2 separate regions of the Zea mays genome follow, and region 2 is linked to region 1. A link is a contact called in public Hi-C data. All regions are on one chromosome and are shown on one strand. Each heading gives the region's core, a stretch centred on a gene start, on an enhancer-like site or on the middle of the called end of the contact. The rest is flanking DNA. Distances are from core to core; before and after follow the strand shown. Region 1 holds the start of LOC100383949 (Ubiquitin-associated/translation elongation factor EF1B protein). Region 2 overlaps LOC100281565 (LEC14B).

Region 1 (3,138 bases), core at 213-2,712:
TAAAAAACAACTAAAAACGTAAAGTACATATCTAACCAAACATATGCCAGACAGCTAGGCCAACTCAAATAGCTGTTTTAAGGAAACACAACATGCAACATGATCCATATTACAGCTAATCCAACTGTGAAAAATAATCTGACATCCTGATAAGAAACGAATGCCATGTTGCTCGCCACATGACAACTACCACAGGTCTCCCATGCTAAGAACAAAATCAACATGTTTGGTTTGAGAAATGAGATAGTCCATCATCTTCTCACTCCTCACTTTCTTGTTTGGTTTGTGGAATGGAATGAGTTGATCCATCACCATTCCGTTTTATTCATCATAGACTAATAATTAGTAATAATATGAGGAATGAGTTCATTACACTAAATTTTTGGAATAAACTCATGATGCATCACCTCATCTAGAATGAATTGATTCTTCAAACCAAACACCCCCTTAGGTCCACTTACATTTGACATGCAACTTCTATCCACTAGTGATGCTTCATTTTAGTTGTTTTTTTTTCTGCGTCAAAGAAATTGTGCTTGTTTCGATATCCCATATCCCATAATCAAGCAGCAGAACCTTACGCACATAACAACAGAACTAAAGCAAGAGATTATTAAATCATTACAGAATTAGAGAATTATGACTTGTTGGATTAGCTCCGAGTATATTTGCTTATGTTCCCTTTGCCATCAGATTACCGGATCAAAACAGGAATCTTACATGTATTATATTTTTTTTGAAAAACCAACTTACAGCTACTATAACCAGAATTTTGGCTGAATGAGCATTTTGCATCTATTAGCCTCCAGAAAAACTGCGCTTACATTTCTCATCCCTTGAATTCCAAAACCTAATCATCAATTCATGAGCCAGTAGATAAGAAACCAAAAATTCTCTTTTCACGAAACTCTACAGCATAATCACCCATAGCTTCACCAGCATCCTGACACCGAGAGGACTCCCTGCAAATCCCCGCGAGCCATCACCTGTGCCCAATCCCCGAAAATTATCGACGTGTGGCGTCCTTCCATGCCCAGGCGCGCATGGTACGCCCGCCACGGTCACCCGCACCGCAATCACGCGATCCCGTGGAGCCCCAGCGGCCGTTCCCCGTCTGAATTCCACGGGCGCGCGGCTCCCAGTCTCCCACACACTCTCCAGCGAGCGTTGGCATTCCCGCGCGTCGGCGGATCAAACCATGGGGCCACCGAACTCCACGCCCAAATCGAATCGAACCAGCGAGGGATCAGAGAGAGAGGGCAGGAGAAACAGTGAGCTGATGGGGCGGGGCGACGAGGAGCTTACCCGGCGTCGAGCAATACGCGTAGGGTTTTGGCCTGCGGGCGGCGGGGATCGCGGGGCGGCGAGGGATTGGGGACGAGGGCGAGAGCCTTCTAGGGTTTGGTTGGTTGACGCGGGTGTGGTGGGGTGGGGAGAAAATGGAGACGAAGCGAGACGGGAGGCGAGCGAGACAGCGGTCGGGCGGGCGAGAGACGGGACAGCAAGGCCGCGCAGCGCAGGCACAAGCACAACAGACTTGCGATCGGGTGGGTTTCGGTTTCGGTTTCGGTTTCGCGATGGCCTGTGCTGCGATGCCGCGCTGGTCTATTGCGTCCCGCGTGTGGTGGCTGGTGGGGTGACCGGGTGGGACACTGCGTGCGTTCGTGCGCAGAGGTGGATCGGGTGAGGGCGCGCACGCGACCGCGGGATCTTCCATTTTTTAACTTTTCTAAATTTTTTCTGGTTTCGTGAATGTTGAGCCTAAGGTCATGGGCTAGGGCCATGAAGGCCAGTATTACTCGGTAATACCTCGGTCTAGCCCAGTAAAATGTGAATAGATAAAATATTATCTCTAACTTAACACTCGACCATGATCACCTCCATCGATCGTCGACTGCCTCCGATTAGGTGACTTCGTCCTTGTTTTGCGCCTTCGCGTTGCTCCTTACTGCGCGGCGCTTTGTCGCCGCTAGGTTCGTGTTCTCATCTCTACTCACGCCATGGCGCTTGCGATGTCATTCACATACCTCGCCGTCTCCCCGCTCCCGTGTGGCACGCCGCCACACGTCGCGGTTTCTAGTTTCGTGAACGTTGGCCTAAAGCCATGGGCGGAGGGGCCATGTAGGCCGGTATTACTAGGCAATACCTTGGTATATCCTAATAAAACATGAACACAAAAAATCTTATCTCTAACCTAACACTAGCAATCGACTAGGATCACCTCCGCCGATTGTCGACTGCCTCCGATTAGGCGACTCCGCCCATGCTCTACGCCTTCGCGTCGCTCCTTACTGTGCAGCGCTTTGTCGCCGCTAGGTTCACGTTCCCATCACGGCTCACACCATGGCTCCTGGCGATGTCGTTCACATACCTCACCGCCTCCTCGCTCCAGTGTGGCACGCCGCCACACGTTGTGGCGACGTTCCACGACATACTATTCCGCACGGACGTAGGCGTGATGTGTCGTGCGGCCGAGGCGCTCGATGTTGCTTTGTCCCGCCTCGACGACCTCGATCCACTATCGCTCATGTCCTCTCTCCTCTCGCTGACTCGCTCCGTCATGCGGGGTGCCTTGCTGAAAGTCGCCTAGAGGGGGGTGGATACGCGAAACCTGAAAATTAAAACTTTATCCCCCAACTAGATCCCTTGATTAGAGGTTAGAACAAGATATACAATTATCGCAGTAAAAACTAAGTCTTTGCTTGTAAGGAGTATTGCTTTCAAATATTTGCGGAATTGACAAATCAATACTACTAATAAGTCTATGAGAATAAATCAAGAGGACTTAGATAAGAAGAGCAATAACACAAGTTCTTTCTTGCAAGGTGTGGCTTCTCTAAAAGAGAATTTAACTTGAGGCAACACAAAATAATGTTGGCAAAGAATAGCGCAAGAGAACTTAGAAAGGGAGAGAACAAACAAATCACAAGCAATAAGCACACAAGACACGGGTGATTTGTTTTACCGAGGTTCGGCCTTCGAAGGCCTAGTCCCCGTTGAGGAGTCCACTAAGGACGAGTCTTTTTCAACCCTTTCCCTCTCTCCACCGATCACTCAAGATCGGCGAGCTCTTCTTCTTCTCAAGGATCACTTAAGACCCCGTAAGGACCACCACACTCTTTGGTGTCTCTTGCTAGC
Region 2 (3,016 bases), core at 11-2,510, 500 kb before region 1:
TGTCTGCACCATGCATTCATAGGCACCTGCCGTGGATTCATGCATACATAATTATCTAACGCATGAGAGCTGTGGTTTTTCTTTTCCAACTACTACTACTTGATAATTTATGCAGTAGTCTCATGCATTGGATGATTATGCATGGACACGTGACATTAACCCACCTGTCCATAGGTACCTGGTGGAGATAGTCTCCATCCATTTTTTTTCCTGAATGCATGCCTATGCCATTTTTTTACAGCAGTTGATGAAGAAGCTCCTTTTTCCTGCCGAGAAATTGTGCATGATCTGACGAAAACACAGAACACAACCGCATAAGTTACTAGTGATAGACAATGCCGGTTGATTCTCAGTTTCGTTTCGTGGTTCGTGCTGCAGGTAAGTGGATCCCAGGTTGCGAAGCTGAAATGGCATCAAATGGCGATTCGGGACTGCAGTTGGCACCCATTTGAGCCCACGCTTGTGAGCTCATCCTGGGACGGCCGGGTAGTGAAATGGACCAGCGCACGTGATGAAGGGGCTTCTGATGTCGATTGAGTTGAGTCGACCGTGCAGGTGCAGCGCGAGTGATCTTTACTGTTCGTGGTTGTGGGCTAAAAAAAAACATACCCAATCTTGCACTAAAAAAAAGGAGAGTAAGCACAGCTCGTAATAAAGAAAGAAGATCATGTGTTGCAGTGGTAATTTGTAAATGTAAATACTGAACTGAAACCATGTGGGCAGGACCGAGTGCATAAGCACCTTTGTGAATATGGTTGTTCCATAAAGCCTTTTCCATGTCCTTTGGAGGGAGCGTGTTTTTGTTGGCATTTGGTTTTCGACGTTCCGTTTTTTTTGGGTATGGGTATGGGCAATGCGCTTTTTTTAGAAGATGTTTGGTTTCTAGGGACTAATTTTTAGAAACGGGGAGATCTAGGGGTGCAGAGTACTCCACCAGTTTTTCTGATCCAACCCTCGCGCCAAAACTGCGAGCGAGGTGTCGCAAGGCATGAAAAGAAAACCCGCTGCCTTTTCCGCTAATAACAGGCAAAGCGGAAGCAAGCACACTGCACACACTTGTCGTCGCCGGCGTTTGTAGCGTGCCCATCAAGGCAAGAAGTGACCAAGCGAGACGACAAGAAGGTGATGAGCCCTGCTCTTCTTTTTTCACGCGTACCGCGTCGTCTGCTTTGTCGACGAACGAACCAGTACACTTTCACTCTGGCGCCTGACGTGACGCCGCTGCACATCCTCGTCACGCGGGGCAGTCAAAGGAGGGAGGCAGCAACGGGGAAGAGCAGTCGGCGGACCGAACAAAGCTGGATCTGCTGCTTTGTCCCAAGCCAGCAGCAGGTATCTGCCTGCCGAAGCAACCGCAAATGTGACCCAGCACGCTTTCCTCGGCAATCCGGTGTGCCGGCGGGACCATCTGCCACCACGGGCTCTCCTCCGATCCGGCTCTTTTACAGCTCGGTTGACGAGCGGACGCGTCGAGTTGCCGTCAGCGCTGCGTACTGTACGTACGTACGAGTAGGAGAACAGATCGCGAACGCGGGGCCGGGGGAAAGGAACGTAAATAAATGTGCATCATGCTCGTCACACCGCTGGCAGTAAATGTAAAGGCTGGGGCGCCATGTCGAGGCAGAGTACTGCGGATACGGTTACCTGCTGTTGCAATTCAGTAATTGCTTGTAGACGACTGAATCACACGGAACGGAATCGTACTGTACGACGAGTTATTAGTGTCTTTCTAACTGCTCTCGACGGTACGAACCTGGCATGGCTTGCCACTAGGGTCTATTTGGAACACAAAATTCAGTATATTGCGCAGGAAAAAAAAATCTAGGAACGAGAAAAATCCCCGTGTTCTAACCAGAGCCTCATCTCAGGTGGCAAAATCATTTGTGTGTGTGCGCGCGCGCGCGCGCGTGGAAAGACCCACAACATCCAAGTTCAGGGAAGGGCGGATTGAGAGGGCGTTTGGTACAGCCTTTTCTGCTTGGATACTATACTTTGGTATGTAGTTAAAGTATGGTGAATGCCGAATTTATGAATAATGTGCTCAGTTACAAACTCCAGTTCATTTGGTCAGTCAAATAATTTGTGGCAGCTGGCACAAATCAATGCTCTTTTGATGACGAAGGATGAATTTCTCCAACAAAGTCTAAACCTCATCCTCTAAAGGACCAATATTTTTTTATAGATTCATATGTTTATGTTGAAGCAACTGAATTTATCTTTATGTTGAAGCAAATTATTCTTGTCATTAGAACTATTTTTTTCTAGATTCATATGTTTGGAACAATATTTTCTTGTTCGTGTGCTATGAATTGTAATACGATGGTATGCTATAAACTATAGTATTTATGTGAATTTTTATGTTGGTGTGTTATGAAATAATTATTCTCTAAATGTGTAGATGGATGCAAATATGGAAAATTTGGTAAAGAAAGGGCACAATGGACTACAATTTCTAGCAGAGTTATCTAAACATACTGCCATCGTTGGTCACTTAGGTGAGCAATAAATACTATGAGAGGTTTTTAAACAAAAGTGGTTATAGAGTTCCTTGACAATCTGGAATTGAATGGGTCGAAGAGTGCTTAGCTCATCCTAGATATTCTTGCAATATGTGACTTTGACATGAGATTTACATTTGTGGTTGATGGTTGGCCGGGTTCTGCACATGACACACGAATTCTCAATCATGCACTCACAAATTTTGGTGATAAATTTCCAAAACCCCCCTACAGGTACTGATGGTAACTTTTTTGTAAGTTAATTTAAAGTTTCATACCCTTAACAAACATTGAAATTTCTTTGTATTTTTAGGGAAGTACTACATCGTGGATTCTGGTTACCCAAATCGAATCAGATATCTTGCTCCTTACAAAGGTAGTGCATATCATCTACCAGAATTTCGACTTCGTCGACAACGTGCACCTAACTAATCCAGTTGTATATATTACCCAAATCTAACCATTTTTTCTGAACCGACTTTAAAGAGGATCAAGCTGGTGGTTTGGCCTTTGCTGAC

Evidence for each region. A called contact is a pair of places that touch in the nucleus more often than the background predicts.
Region 2: a Hi-C map of endosperm shows a contact between it and region 1, with 2.7 times the contacts expected there. The contact joins the enhancer-like site here to the promoter of LOC100383949 in region 1. A contact is called at or near these places in 2 of 25 Hi-C or Micro-C datasets (ear and endosperm).

Annotation. Positions count from the first base shown.
Region 1 is chr8:107,955,580-107,958,717 of Zm-B73-REFERENCE-NAM-5.0, reverse strand. It overlaps LOC100383949 (Ubiquitin-associated/translation elongation factor EF1B protein), which reads right to left and starts at 1,462. Exons shown (of 2, transcript NM_001362234.1): 1 at 1,306-1,462.
Region 2 is chr8:108,460,200-108,463,215 of Zm-B73-REFERENCE-NAM-5.0, reverse strand. LOC100281565 (LEC14B) reads left to right here. Exons shown (of 10, transcript NM_001154484.2): 10 at 379-776. The coding sequence ends at 537. Among protein-coding and RNA genes, the nearest start is that of LOC100281565, 12 kb to the left of the region's middle. Within about 2 kb of position 1,260, at least 19 of the 20 cell types and tissues checked have an H3K27ac peak or open chromatin away from gene starts, as enhancers often do. A contact at or near this core is called in ear and endosperm, where this site is marked.